3 separate regions of the Gossypium hirsutum genome follow, and all the other regions are linked to region 1. Evidence: chromatin contacts called from public Hi-C data. All regions are on one chromosome and are shown on one strand. Each heading gives the region's core, a stretch centred on a gene start, on an enhancer-like site or on the middle of the called end of the contact. The rest is flanking DNA. Distances are from core to core; before and after follow the strand shown. Region 1 holds the start of LOC107922398 (heavy metal-associated isoprenylated plant protein 26). Region 2 holds the start of LOC107922576. Region 3 holds the start of LOC107922244 (aquaporin PIP2-7-like).

Region 1 (4,035 bases), core at 1,079-3,578:
ATTTTTAGGTTATTACCTATTAATAATTTTTAATGTTGCATCATATCTTATTTAAAATTGAACCTCTTCATAAACAAATAATAGCTCAATTTTATAATGAAAGATTTAATTATTTAAAAAGAATTGACAAATAATTTAATCTTTAAAATATATATTTAATGTATTTACTTTTAATATTTAAAAATTAATTTATTTATTGACTAACATAATAACATCGTATAAACGTACATACAATAACGAGGAAATGTTTTGCTTTGAAATCCATGGGATATTGCACCCACCTCCAACACTTTTCACTTTAAAAAATTGGGCCAAGTAGGCTTAAATTGAGCTAAATATATTTAAAACTGGGCTTTTACCATCAACACCCAAACTTGGCTCTCAACTTTTCAACTAACATATTACGGTGAAAGGTCGAAGCCTGCTATTAGATGGTATGTTAATGATTTAATTTTTGTATTTTAATAACCACATTTTTGTTCTTTGTATAGAGACTAAATAGGGCTGAAGGTAAGAAATAAATTTAAGGGTTAAAATATAATTTTTTAATTTTTTAAAAGATTTAAATAAAAATTAAAAGAAAAATCTCGGCGGACTCTAGCTTCAGTGGGGCATAATATTGAGCTCGAATTATTCAAGGTTCAAGAGTTTATTTACTAGCATGATAGAGTTGAGTGGTACAAAAAGAGATTCTCTCCAAAACAACGAGAGAAGCTTTTATATAATTTTTTTTAAAAGGTAAATTCATTAATTTATTCAATAAATGAAATCACAGAGAAAAAATAGCAAACATTCGTTGTAAATGGTAAAGGACAAGTTCTATCAACACAACAAAAGTTTTAACCTCAACATCAATAGAACATTATGACACGTTGACAATTGACTTTGTCACATCTCAAACATGACATATCTGAAGTGATTGCAAGCAGTTAATAAGATAATAAAATCATCCTCGAATTGTCCAAAGTAGAGAACAAAAATTGACAAAAGAATCGAACACTCACTAAACTAGAGAGGACGACAACAAAATTATTCTTAAAATCACTAGTAAAATTAAGATTATATGCGTAAACAGGACTAAATTGATATACTCAATGAACAGTTTGTAAATCAATTATAAATACTACTCTATTTCTCCATTTTCGTCCTCTACCTTGCTTTCCTTTTCTTCCAAGTACTAACTCGATGGCTGAAGATCGTCCCAACACATAGGCCCCAACGCCCCAACATCAAATCTAGCTTGCCACAGAGTACGTACATATGGTTCAATAATCTGTATGTTTATTTGTACTAAAAAACAAAAGACAATATAATGCTTATGCATGTTAGATCGAATTTAAATATTGTGAATAAAGAAAATATTAATGAGAGAACTTTACTTATTGGAGGTCCAATCTAATTTAAATTCGAATTTATTCATTGATTACCAAAATGTATAAAACAAAAGAATACTAATAAAATCTATAAAGGATATTAGGCTTTATTACTTTCTTTACTGTATAATATGGGCTGGATTGAAAGAAAAGAGCAAACTCATGGGTCCCATATTGTATATAAAGCTCCTCAACCCATTATTGATAAGGGTAGGAGGGTGAGGTGAGGTTGACAGTTGAGGGTGGGACCACAAAACCGAGACACAAGCGCGTGGACTCGTCATCTGATCTCGCGACACATTACTTACTATCCAGGGTCGGTGTTTTGTTACTTTCTTCCCTGCCTTCGGCTGCCATTTCTAATTTATGACCCCTCAGCTAAGTAAAACCTAGACACGCGGCGCTAAATTAGGTATATCACAATAAAAATATCCAACCACGTAGATTTCCACGAAGCCACTACTCGTATGGTAAAATACTCCCTTTTTGTTCTTTTTATCAATCTTTGTATTACATGAAAATAGTTGTCTTAGTCCACATATTATAATTTATTCAATTTTAGCCCTTAAATTTTTAAATTTCACCCTTGATTCAAACTGTTATGTTAAATTTATTAGTTAAAACTAGTGATGCCAAAATCGAACCAAACAACTAATTGAATCGAGTATTGATGATCTGGTGACGTAAAATTAGATATAGAACATACCGTTTGCGAATCAATTAAAAAGGAAAATTTAGACAAAAAAAAATTGATGGTTAAATTGATTATAGCCCTTTATGAATTTATAAAAATATAATTTTATGAATTTTTTAATATTATTAAACTAACATTTCAACTAGTTAATTTGGGAAGTGGATCATCCCTCGATTTTTATTAGCATTATGTAAAAGTTTTACCATGAAACCCTCCTTTCTTTCTATATATATTTAGCCCAGCGGAGGAGGAATTTGGACTTCACCTCACCTCGTAGAAGTGTTTGAAAATAACAAAACTTAACTGAATAAAAATAAAATTTATCATTTAATTAGGATTCAAAAAGTAAATGAAGTAAAGTACTAAATTATGAGGACTGATAACAACATTTTACCATGAAACCATCCTTTCTTTCTATATATATTTAGCCCAGCAGAGGAGGAATTTGGACTTCACCTCACCTGTATCATTCTCACTCATTCACTCCTTCACAGTTGAAAAACCCTTTAATTTTAAAAAGGATATTTTGGTTATATACTGAGAAATCCAACTTCTTTTGTATCTTTATCCTTTTGGTACTTCAATTATCAAAAGAAAGAAAAGCATCAACAACAACAAAAAAAAGCCCATACACTTAAGTGAAAAACCAGACAAGAGAGAAAACAAGAAAAATGGGTGTTCTGGATCATGTTTCAGATCTGTTTGACTGTTCTCACAGTTCCAAGCACAAGAAACGTAAGCAGTTGCAGGTACATCTCTTTACCTATGCCGTAGATTTCCCTTTGGGTGTAGATCAAGATATTTGGTGGATGTTTTTATTAAGTTAACCAAATTGTTTCTATTGTTTTCTTTAATTTTATTTTTTGTCGTTATAAGATGATTAGATTTAAGTGGTTTAGGGTTCGGATCTGGCCGTCAATATTGCTAAGATTTTATGTTTAATGGCGTTTTCTTTGTTGATCTAAGCTTGATTGTTCTAAAAATGGTGGAAGGTCGAAAACCCAGATTTTATTTGAATAATAATAATCATCTTCTTGGTTTACTTTACTGTCAACTGGGTCTATCTATTATAAGTATTTATTTATTGCTGCATTATTGTTTCTGTCTCCGTTCATCTGTCAGTATACTTATTGTTGATTAGAAAACTTACTAAATTAATTAGGGTATTAACACTATGTAAAAGTAGGAAAAAAGGGTTGAAAAGTAATTTTGGTCTATTTACTTAAAATGTCCGACAAACGACTAGTTATTTTCATGAATCTGTTCATACTATTTACACTATTATTTGTGAATTTTCATGAATTTGATTATATTAATTACCCTACTATTTTAATCCAAGTATTTAGTTTCAGCTTTTAACATAGTGGAGGGACTGAAACCAGAATTAGACCAAACATTTGTCAACCTAAGAGTTGTTACTTTTTTCTTTATTTTTTAGACGGTGGAAATCAAGGTGAAAATGGACTGCGAAGGATGCGAACGGAAAGTGAAAAAATCAGTGGAAGGGATGAAAGGGGTGACACAAGTGGACGTGGAGCGGAAGGCCAGCAAGTTGACGGTCGTCGGATATGTGGACCCGAAGAAGGTCGTGGCACGAGTGGCGCATCGGACGGGGAAGAAGGTGGAGCTATGGCCCTATGTGCCGTACGACGTGGTGGCTCACCCATACGCCCCCGGGGTTTACGATAAGAAGGCTCCGGCTGGGTACGTCCGCAACGCCGAGGACCCGCAAGTGTCGCATCTCGCACGTGCTAGCTCCACTGAAGTTAGGTACACCACAGCTTTCAGCGACGAAAACCCTGCTGCTTGTTCGGTTATGTGATTGATTGAGAATATGATTAAACCCCACAAAAAAGAAAAAGGTCATACCAAGATATTTTGTGGTAGCAGTGAATTGATTTTGTGTGTTGGTAAATTTGTATTAGTTTAAGGATTTGGTTGTAAAATTTGCTATCTTGGGTTTTTATC
Region 2 (3,715 bases), core at 16-2,515, 190 kb before region 1:
ATTAAATTACAAAAGCAAGTCTCTGATAATTGTATGTATACAACATATAACATATATAATCATAATCATAAAATAAATAATAATTTTTAAAAGGCTTGTGAAAATCTGACCCAAATACTCTGTTTTGGCAATGAGTTTATAATTTATTGTTTTCAGAACATGACTACTGAATACTGATATCCTGTTTTATTGTATAAATTTTTCTGATGGAAGCTGCCATTTTTGTTTTATTGATGAAAAAAGAAAGAAGAATAAAAAAATAAAAGGTGATATAAGCCAAAAGCTCTGTGTTTTCATGTTGTCTTCTTCATTCACCTTTTTTTTTTATTTTTTGTATATAATAAAATTATGAGTTGTTAGTTTATTATCTTCCACATTCGGTTGATTTTTAAATCGAATTTATGATTTTTTTTTAAAAAAATTTAGTTTTAGAGATTTGACAAATCTTGAACAATAAGAATATATACGGCATTCTTTTGGGTGATTGAAATGTATAGATTTTGTTTTAACCATGTTGTGAATAGCTTCACAAACGTAATTAAAAAAATGATCATATGTCTATCGCATGTTAGATTTTCAATTATCACTTTTGAAGTTTTTAAACTCTATTATATTTAATTATATATTTCATTGTTTTTCATAAATATTATGAACTCACATTTGCTTCAATTATTTTTTTACAACGGCAGGAAGTAGAGGTTACTTGGGTTTGAACTCAATTTTGGTGTTGCACTAGAACACTAGTCTTTTCAAATGGCCATTGAAAGCTTTAAAAGATAAGGTTTAAATATGGCCAAATTTTGCTACTAATTTATCTACTTGGATTTTGTCTATGTATTTTTTATTTTTTATTTTTTATTCAAAATTTTTATTATCATTTTTTATCAAATTTTTTCTATTAAGTGAGAGTAGCTTAATTAGCATGTTAAGAAGCACTAATGGTATTAATTATTTCACTTAAATTTTATTTATTGTAAATACTAAATCCCTAATTTTATTGTAACCTTTAAATTTGTTGATGGTGTTGTTAAAGAAATGGAGGGAGAGAACATTTGGGCCTAAAAGAGGAAAGAAAAGTAATGAAATTAGAAAACCCAACATTTCACGAAGGTCCAATCCACCATTAGGTGTTAGCCTCTGGCTTCTCTTCAATTAAGGTCACCTTGTAAGGAATATCGTAAGTTCCAAGCTAGGTTTAGGGTTAACTTTTTATTCCCTTTTAACTTTATTCACATATATATATGTAATAACAAACGCACTGTCCAGTTCGAAACGCTGTGATATTCCATTTTGTGTTTATTCTTTGAATAGAGGGTTCTTTGGAGAGTGATATCTCAGTGATGGATGCAGAAAAGAAGACTTGGTTTTGGCTCGACCGAACCTTGTTAATGTGTTTGCTTTACTTTGCTGTAGATGGTAATAAACAGCACTTTATTGCCACGCTCGTCGCATTGATATTGCATGATTTCGTAGTTTACATGGTCAAGCTCCTTCTCCAGGATATTTATGCTCTTTTCTCCACTCTGTTACACAACTTGAAGTTAAGATCTTTAAACAAAAGCGTAAGTGCCTTATTATTATTATCATTATGGTGGATTGAATTTGCATGCATGATCTGATATTCCTGAATGTATTGTTTCAGGGTACCATTGAGGGAGGAAATTACAACAGCATGAGAGAAAAGGAGGAAGTAGAAATAAGGACAACAGCGAAGAAGAATGAAAAAGAAGGTGAAGAGGGAAGCATGCAGGTGCAAGTTGCATGTGAGACTTGCAGGATGTTCAAAGAGGAAGAAGCAATGAAAGCCAAAGGGAAATACAAGGATAAGTACAAGAAAAAGTTGCTGCAAAAGGAGGAGAATTTTGATAGAGTTAAAAGCACTTTGAAAGAAAAATATAATGAAGATAGAGACAAGTGGGAAGAAGAGAGAAAGTTGCTCAAGATAAAGTATGAAGAGATGCGATGGACATAAACCAAACAAAAAACCCTTTAATTACTTAGTTATTAATGTTTATTGATAGATGATGTCCTAAGAGGGCATATTAACTAATAATACCAGTTCTGATGCTTTTTAAATTTATGGGGTATATTGAGATATCAATGTTTATTCCTGTTTTGAACAATGTTGAAGAAAAACATGCAAGTTTAATGTTACTTGAGAGAGGATATTCTTAAGCACTCTTCAAAGCTTTTACTCAAGAGAGGATTACTCACAACTGCAAAATCATATCATCAAATGAAAACTCTATCAAGCATGTTTGCAAGACTTACATTAAAACCAAGATACTTGAAAACATGGGGAGGATTAGATTTAGCTGCTATTAATTTCATAACTTTTTATACATGCAAGTACAATATTGTAAATCCAACCAATGAAACACTGTAAAACCATTTGAAGTTACAGATTAGGGCCAGTAGGTCCCATGAGAGGTAAATTTACTTATCTTTCAATCTGGAGCTAGTTTAGCATTGTAAGGTCCTTTTGGAAAACACCGATCAGTCATTTTCTTGGTTGAAAAGCACATTCTAAAGCTGCTTTGCTGTCAAAAGGCTTTTGAATAGTCAGGCTAAATATACCCTTAAACTGAATCTCCCTAAAATAGGATTTCTACGCTTCCATTAAAGGTGGTAAAGGATTGCCCAAAAATAAAAAAAAACTTGAGCACACATGATTCATAGAACTCGGATTGTATAATGTATGTAAATATGCATTTGGTTCAATTATATATCGTAAATATGTATGTATGCATTGCACATCACTTCTCCCAAGTAGAAGTTAAATAAAAGTGAGATGATCAGAAACAACAAAAATACTAAAGAATAGCAATGCAAATTAAGAAATTCTAATTATATTATGATAATAGAGGAGGGGAGAAGTTCATATTAAATATCCTCTAGAATAGAAGACACTAATGCATATAACAAAATAAGCCAAAAGAAAGCCAATGTTCTTAATTTTTTTCCCCAACTTGAAAACCTAGCGAGAAAAGCATAGAAACTATAATAATATCAACATTAAATTTAAAGGCTTTCCTATCACTCGAATGCCCATTGATTCTCCCTCCTAACCTCCTCTTCTTCCTCGGGGGTGAAATCGTTCTTGATGTTGAAGGTCTTGCGAATCTCCTCGGGTGTCTTTCCCTTTATCATATCAGCCACAGTTTGGCAGGTCAAGTCCAGCAAGCTCTTGATATTCAGATAGTTCGCTGCCTGCAAATCCCAATATCAAAAGATTTACCATACGAATAGAAAATAAACCCGAACAAAATAAGCAACAATCTATACGTTTAATACTTCAATTCCCATTATCAAGACCAATACACCGGTATTTCCACGAAATGAATAAATTTTGAAGCTTGTAAATTATGTGTCTTAATGAATCAATGGGAATTTATTCACCATACGCCTCCTGATTGGGATCGTGCAAACTGATTCAAAAAACGCTAGGGAAAAAAGCGATGTCCGGTAACAGTAGAGCAATAAACAGATGAGCAGACGATTTCAATTAACCCAAACAGCTCTAAAAGTAACAGCATTGTGAACGGAAAAAGGAATTAGGGAAAAAGAGGGGAAACTGACCAGGATGAGGTCAAAGAGGGTATTTTGGTCAACCTTGACAAAATCAGCATCCCAAGCCTTGAGTTCGTCATCGGGAGTCTTTTCCTTGTCGGCAGCAGCATCGACATGCTTCTTGCAGTACTCAAGGACTTTGGAC
Region 3 (4,155 bases), core at 151-2,650, 210 kb before region 1:
TACATGAGAGAAGCAAAAGCTAACAACGAAGGATTAAATATTTATAAATAGAGAAAAATGATAAAAAGGAAAGGGTCATCATCATTCATCATTCATAATAATCTTCTCATACACACAAACGAACAAATGGAGAAAATAGAAAAAGAGTGAAGTGGAGACAAAGCTATTTGGGTTGATTTTTTTTAGTTGGTGGGGTTGCTGCGGAAGGATCCCAAAGCTTTGATAGCTGCTGCTCTAAGGATGTACTGATGATATATAGCTGCTGCAAGTGCTCCAACAAATGGACCAACCCAGAAAATCCACTGTCCATCACAAATATAAACCATGTCTTAGTTTCAAAGATCAAAAAAGGACAGTAAAATGTTAATAGTACATGAACACTTACGTGTTCATCCCAGGCTTTGTCGTTATTGTAGATTACAGCAGCACCGAAACTCCTTGCAGGGTTAATACCAGTACCGGTGATGGGGATGGTAGCCAAGTGAACCATGAACACTGCGAACCCTATTGGAAGGGGAGCCAATACCTACACCCAAAACAACAGTTTAAATCCCATCAGACACGGTAACAGCTTAAAATCATGGAGTCGATCCATATATAGATGTTACATACAGGGACGTGGGAGTCACGGGCACTTCTCTTGGGGTCGGTGGCTGAGAAAACAGTGTAGACAAGTACGAAAGTTCCAATAATCTCAGCTCCCAAGGCAGTTCCCTTGTTGTAGCCAGAAGCCACGGTGTTTGCACCACCACCAAGGGAGTTGTATGGATGCTTCATGAAAGCTTTAACCAACCCAACTCCACATATAGCACCCAAGCACTGTGACACCATGTAAGCCACAGCCCTAATGAAAGACACTTTACGGGCCAAAAACAACCCAAAAGTCACCGCAGGGTTAATGTGTCCACCTGTAACCAAAACAACCAAAACACTTCAAGCAAACAAAAGAGCAATTTAGTTTTTAGGGTTAGGGGTTTTGTTTTGGTGTGGTGTTGGTGTTACCTGAGATACCGGCAGTGCAGTAAACAAGGATAAAGATCATGCCACCGAAAGCCCATGCAATACCCAAGAGACCAACACCATCACATGCATCTTGTTGTTTCTTGTGACCAATTACAGTAGCAACAGTGACATAGAGGAAGAGGAGAGTGGCTATGAACTCAGCTATGAGGGCTCTGTAAAAAGACCATGACTTGAGTTCAGCCATGTCAATCAGAGGTGCCGGTGGAGGGTCCACATAGTCCTTACGACCCTGTCCTTCTTCACTAACTTCCTTAGACATTGTTTTTGGGTCTCTCTCCAAGCTTTCCTTTGTGGTTTGCTTACGGGGAGGTGCTTATTATATCTATGTTGTTTCTTTGTGCAACTAAATGCAGCTTCAAATCACTCCCTTTTAAACTGGTGTCAAGGGGAAACACAAATGGTGCATTTACGGATAAGCCAAGGGTAGTGTTGGAATATAATTTGGGTTATGGGAAATCATTTTCCTTAAATAATAATATATTATTTGGTGGGTTTGAGAAGGGGTAGGGGACAGTCAGGGTGGGACCAAAGGGTGTACAGCGAGACCATGTGACTGTGAGGGCTAAAAGTAATCATCATCTCAAAAGTAGGGTTTCAAAGGGGTCAGCCTGGCATCCAACCTAAGCCACGGTTATATCTTGTCTTTTTTTCTCTCTTTTTTTATTTCTCCATAATTTTACTTGAATTTCCTACAATATCCCTTTCATATCCCCTTCCCTTTGTGTTGCCACATCATCTCATACCATTTCCTTTCTCTCCAGTTATTTATATCAAACTATTTCCAATTTTTCAAATATTTTTAAATGGTTAACTCCCCAAATGAATTTGTAAAATATTCATTTATTTCTTTTAATTATTTTAATCTAGAGCTAATATACGTGTACTTACCGCTTAAACAATTTAAATATGATATTCTAAAAATATAATGTGAATAAATTTAGGGTGATAATTTTTTTAGCACGAATGATCTAGTTTGTTCATTTAGTAGGTACACTCGTGTTCACAATTTAATTCACTTATTTTCTTTTATAGAAGAAGAAGAGCATTAGTGACCTTAGGACTAGAGGTGCTCATGGGCCGGGCCGGGTTCGGACCGGGCTCAGAAAAAATTTTGGCCCGAGTCTTAGGCTCAGGCCCGGCCCGAAATATGAGCCTAGAATTTTACCCATGCCCGGCCCGGGAAAAATTCATAAGCCCAGGCCTGGCTCGGCCCGGCCCGTTTTTTAAATAAATACCAAAAATTTATTTTAAAAATTAAAAAAATTTAAAAATAAAAATATTTATTATATTTGGGCCGGGTCGGGCTCGGGCCAAAAAAGTGGTGCCCGAGGCTCGGCCCGTTTTTTAATCGGGCCTCGTTTTTTTGCCCAAGTCCATATTTCGGGTCTATATTTTTACCCAAACCCTTCCATATTTCGGGCGGGCCGTCGGGCCGAGCTGGGCTGCCCGGCCCATGAGCACCTCTACTTAGGACCTATTAGTCCTTACATAAGATTTCTAGCTTTATCATCTAATAACATCTTCCTAACATTAATCAAAAGTAACTAAAAAATGACTAACTCTAAAGGGTTCTCAAGGCATGTTTTTGCTATACAATCAGCTTTCTACTTTAATACCTTGGATGAGTGAAGCCATCATAACATCCTCAGAATCTGCGTTTAGCATATCAACCGCTACCTTGCTATCACTCTCCAGAATAACTTTAGAATAACATCTATGTCAAGCTACTTGTACACCATGATATATTGCCCATAATTCATTTATTTTAAGTATACTTCACATTAAATTTAAGGTAGCATTTAATGTCGAAACTAACTAAATGATCTGATTGAAGTGATACTAATGTTTCGGGTTTAAAAATCAATTTAGAATCTAAGTCATAATTTACGAAATTTAGGTATAATTAACCCAAAAATAAAGTATTTATATTTAGTCCAGTATACTATTTTAGGCTTATATCACGATTTGATCCACAAACTATATATTTTAATTTCGAACATTTTTGTCATGCTTAAAAGAAAGTGATGTGTTCTCATTTATTGGGTATAACATTTTTTTTAACACTACTAATTGTTTTTACTAAAAATTATAATGGAATGACAGCTTAGATACCAGAATGAGGCTACAAAATATTTAGATACCATATTGAGAAAATGAGTATAATTTAAAGGCTAAACTGAAAAGGTATAAGCCTTATTTTTATTATTATTCGAACTGTTGATTGAATTAATATAAAGAATCAATCATACATTAATTTAATTGAAAATAATTAAAATTTTATTATTTTTGTAATAATAATACAATATATTTTTATCACTTTAAAATATTTGTATATAAAATCAATAATTTGATAAAATATTACTACCATTGTAAATATTATAATTAATTGTTAAAGGTGTGTGAAGAAAATAAAACACTATAAAACTTTAACTAGCTTCCATTTTAGCCCTTTTTCTTCCTTTCTTTGGAATAGAGAAATTGAGTGTTACATAGAAAATCAAAGACGTTACTTAAAGCAACCTCAAAATTACACAAAACCACTATTTCTAGTTTTTCTTTTCTTAATTATTAAACAATAGCATTTACTAATCATATAAATAAAGTAATAAACTATAACTACACCTTTCTTGATTTCTTTTTCCTTTCTACTTTATTACCTACGCCCTTCTCATTTAATCTCAAAAAAATTACATCCTTCCCTTATTTTTCATGATTTGATGTGACGTACTAAATTTAAATAGATCACATGCATGTTAATACGTGCCCTCTCTTAAGACCAACATGTATTCTCTTGACATGAGCTCGCCACACATGTTAACGAAGTCTATAGTATAGTAAGCGAGTTGTTAAGCAGCAAGCTATAATCATTGAAGCAAAAGGGGTCGGATTAATATTATTAAAAGATGTTAGATGTTTGAAATCGTAATGGTATTTAATACTTGTTATTGCTTGAGATTATGGCTTAAAATCGCTTCGTGAAGTCTTGCGATGATGTTTCACCCAAAAACAACTTTTCTTTTGGAAAAAGAAAAAAGATATTGTCGAATGCAGAAAAAGAAAATGAAAAGAAACCTTTCTGTTTCCACAAATAATTAGTTTGATAATATTTTGGATTCATACCAACTCGCAGCA

Evidence for each region. A called contact is a pair of places that touch in the nucleus more often than the background predicts.
Region 2: a contact with region 1 is called in a Hi-C map of leaf, with 2.3 times the contacts expected there. The contact joins the promoter of LOC107922576 here to the promoter of LOC107922398 in region 1. A contact is called at or near these places in 8 of 34 Hi-C or Micro-C datasets (hypocotyl and leaf).
Region 3: a Hi-C map of leaf shows a contact between it and region 1, with 3 times the contacts expected there. The contact joins the promoter of LOC107922244 here to the promoter of LOC107922398 in region 1. A contact is called at or near these places in 3 of 34 Hi-C or Micro-C datasets (callus and leaf).

What each region holds. Positions count from the first base shown.
Region 1 is chrD01:55,496,026-55,500,060 of Gossypium_hirsutum_v2.1, reverse strand. LOC107922398 (heavy metal-associated isoprenylated plant protein 26) reads left to right here and starts at 2,328. Exons shown (of 2, transcript XM_016852418.2): 1 at 2,328-2,816; 2 at 3,506-3,914. The coding sequence starts at 2,739. The coding sequence ends at 3,889.
Region 2 is chrD01:55,689,172-55,692,886 of Gossypium_hirsutum_v2.1, reverse strand. LOC107922576 reads left to right here and starts at 1,265. Exons shown (of 2, transcript XM_016852666.2): 1 at 1,265-1,562; 2 at 1,643-2,154. The coding sequence starts at 1,341. The coding sequence ends at 1,972. It overlaps LOC107922577 (SKP1-like protein 1A), which reads right to left. Exons shown (of 2, transcript XM_016852667.2): 1 at 3,580-3,715; 2 at 2,834-3,210. The coding sequence ends at 3,037.
Region 3 is chrD01:55,707,663-55,711,817 of Gossypium_hirsutum_v2.1, reverse strand. LOC107922244 (aquaporin PIP2-7-like) reads right to left here and starts at 1,400. Exons shown (of 4, transcript NM_001327196.2): 1 at 1,003-1,400; 2 at 613-908; 3 at 386-526; 4 at 1-302. The coding sequence starts at 1,282. The coding sequence ends at 183.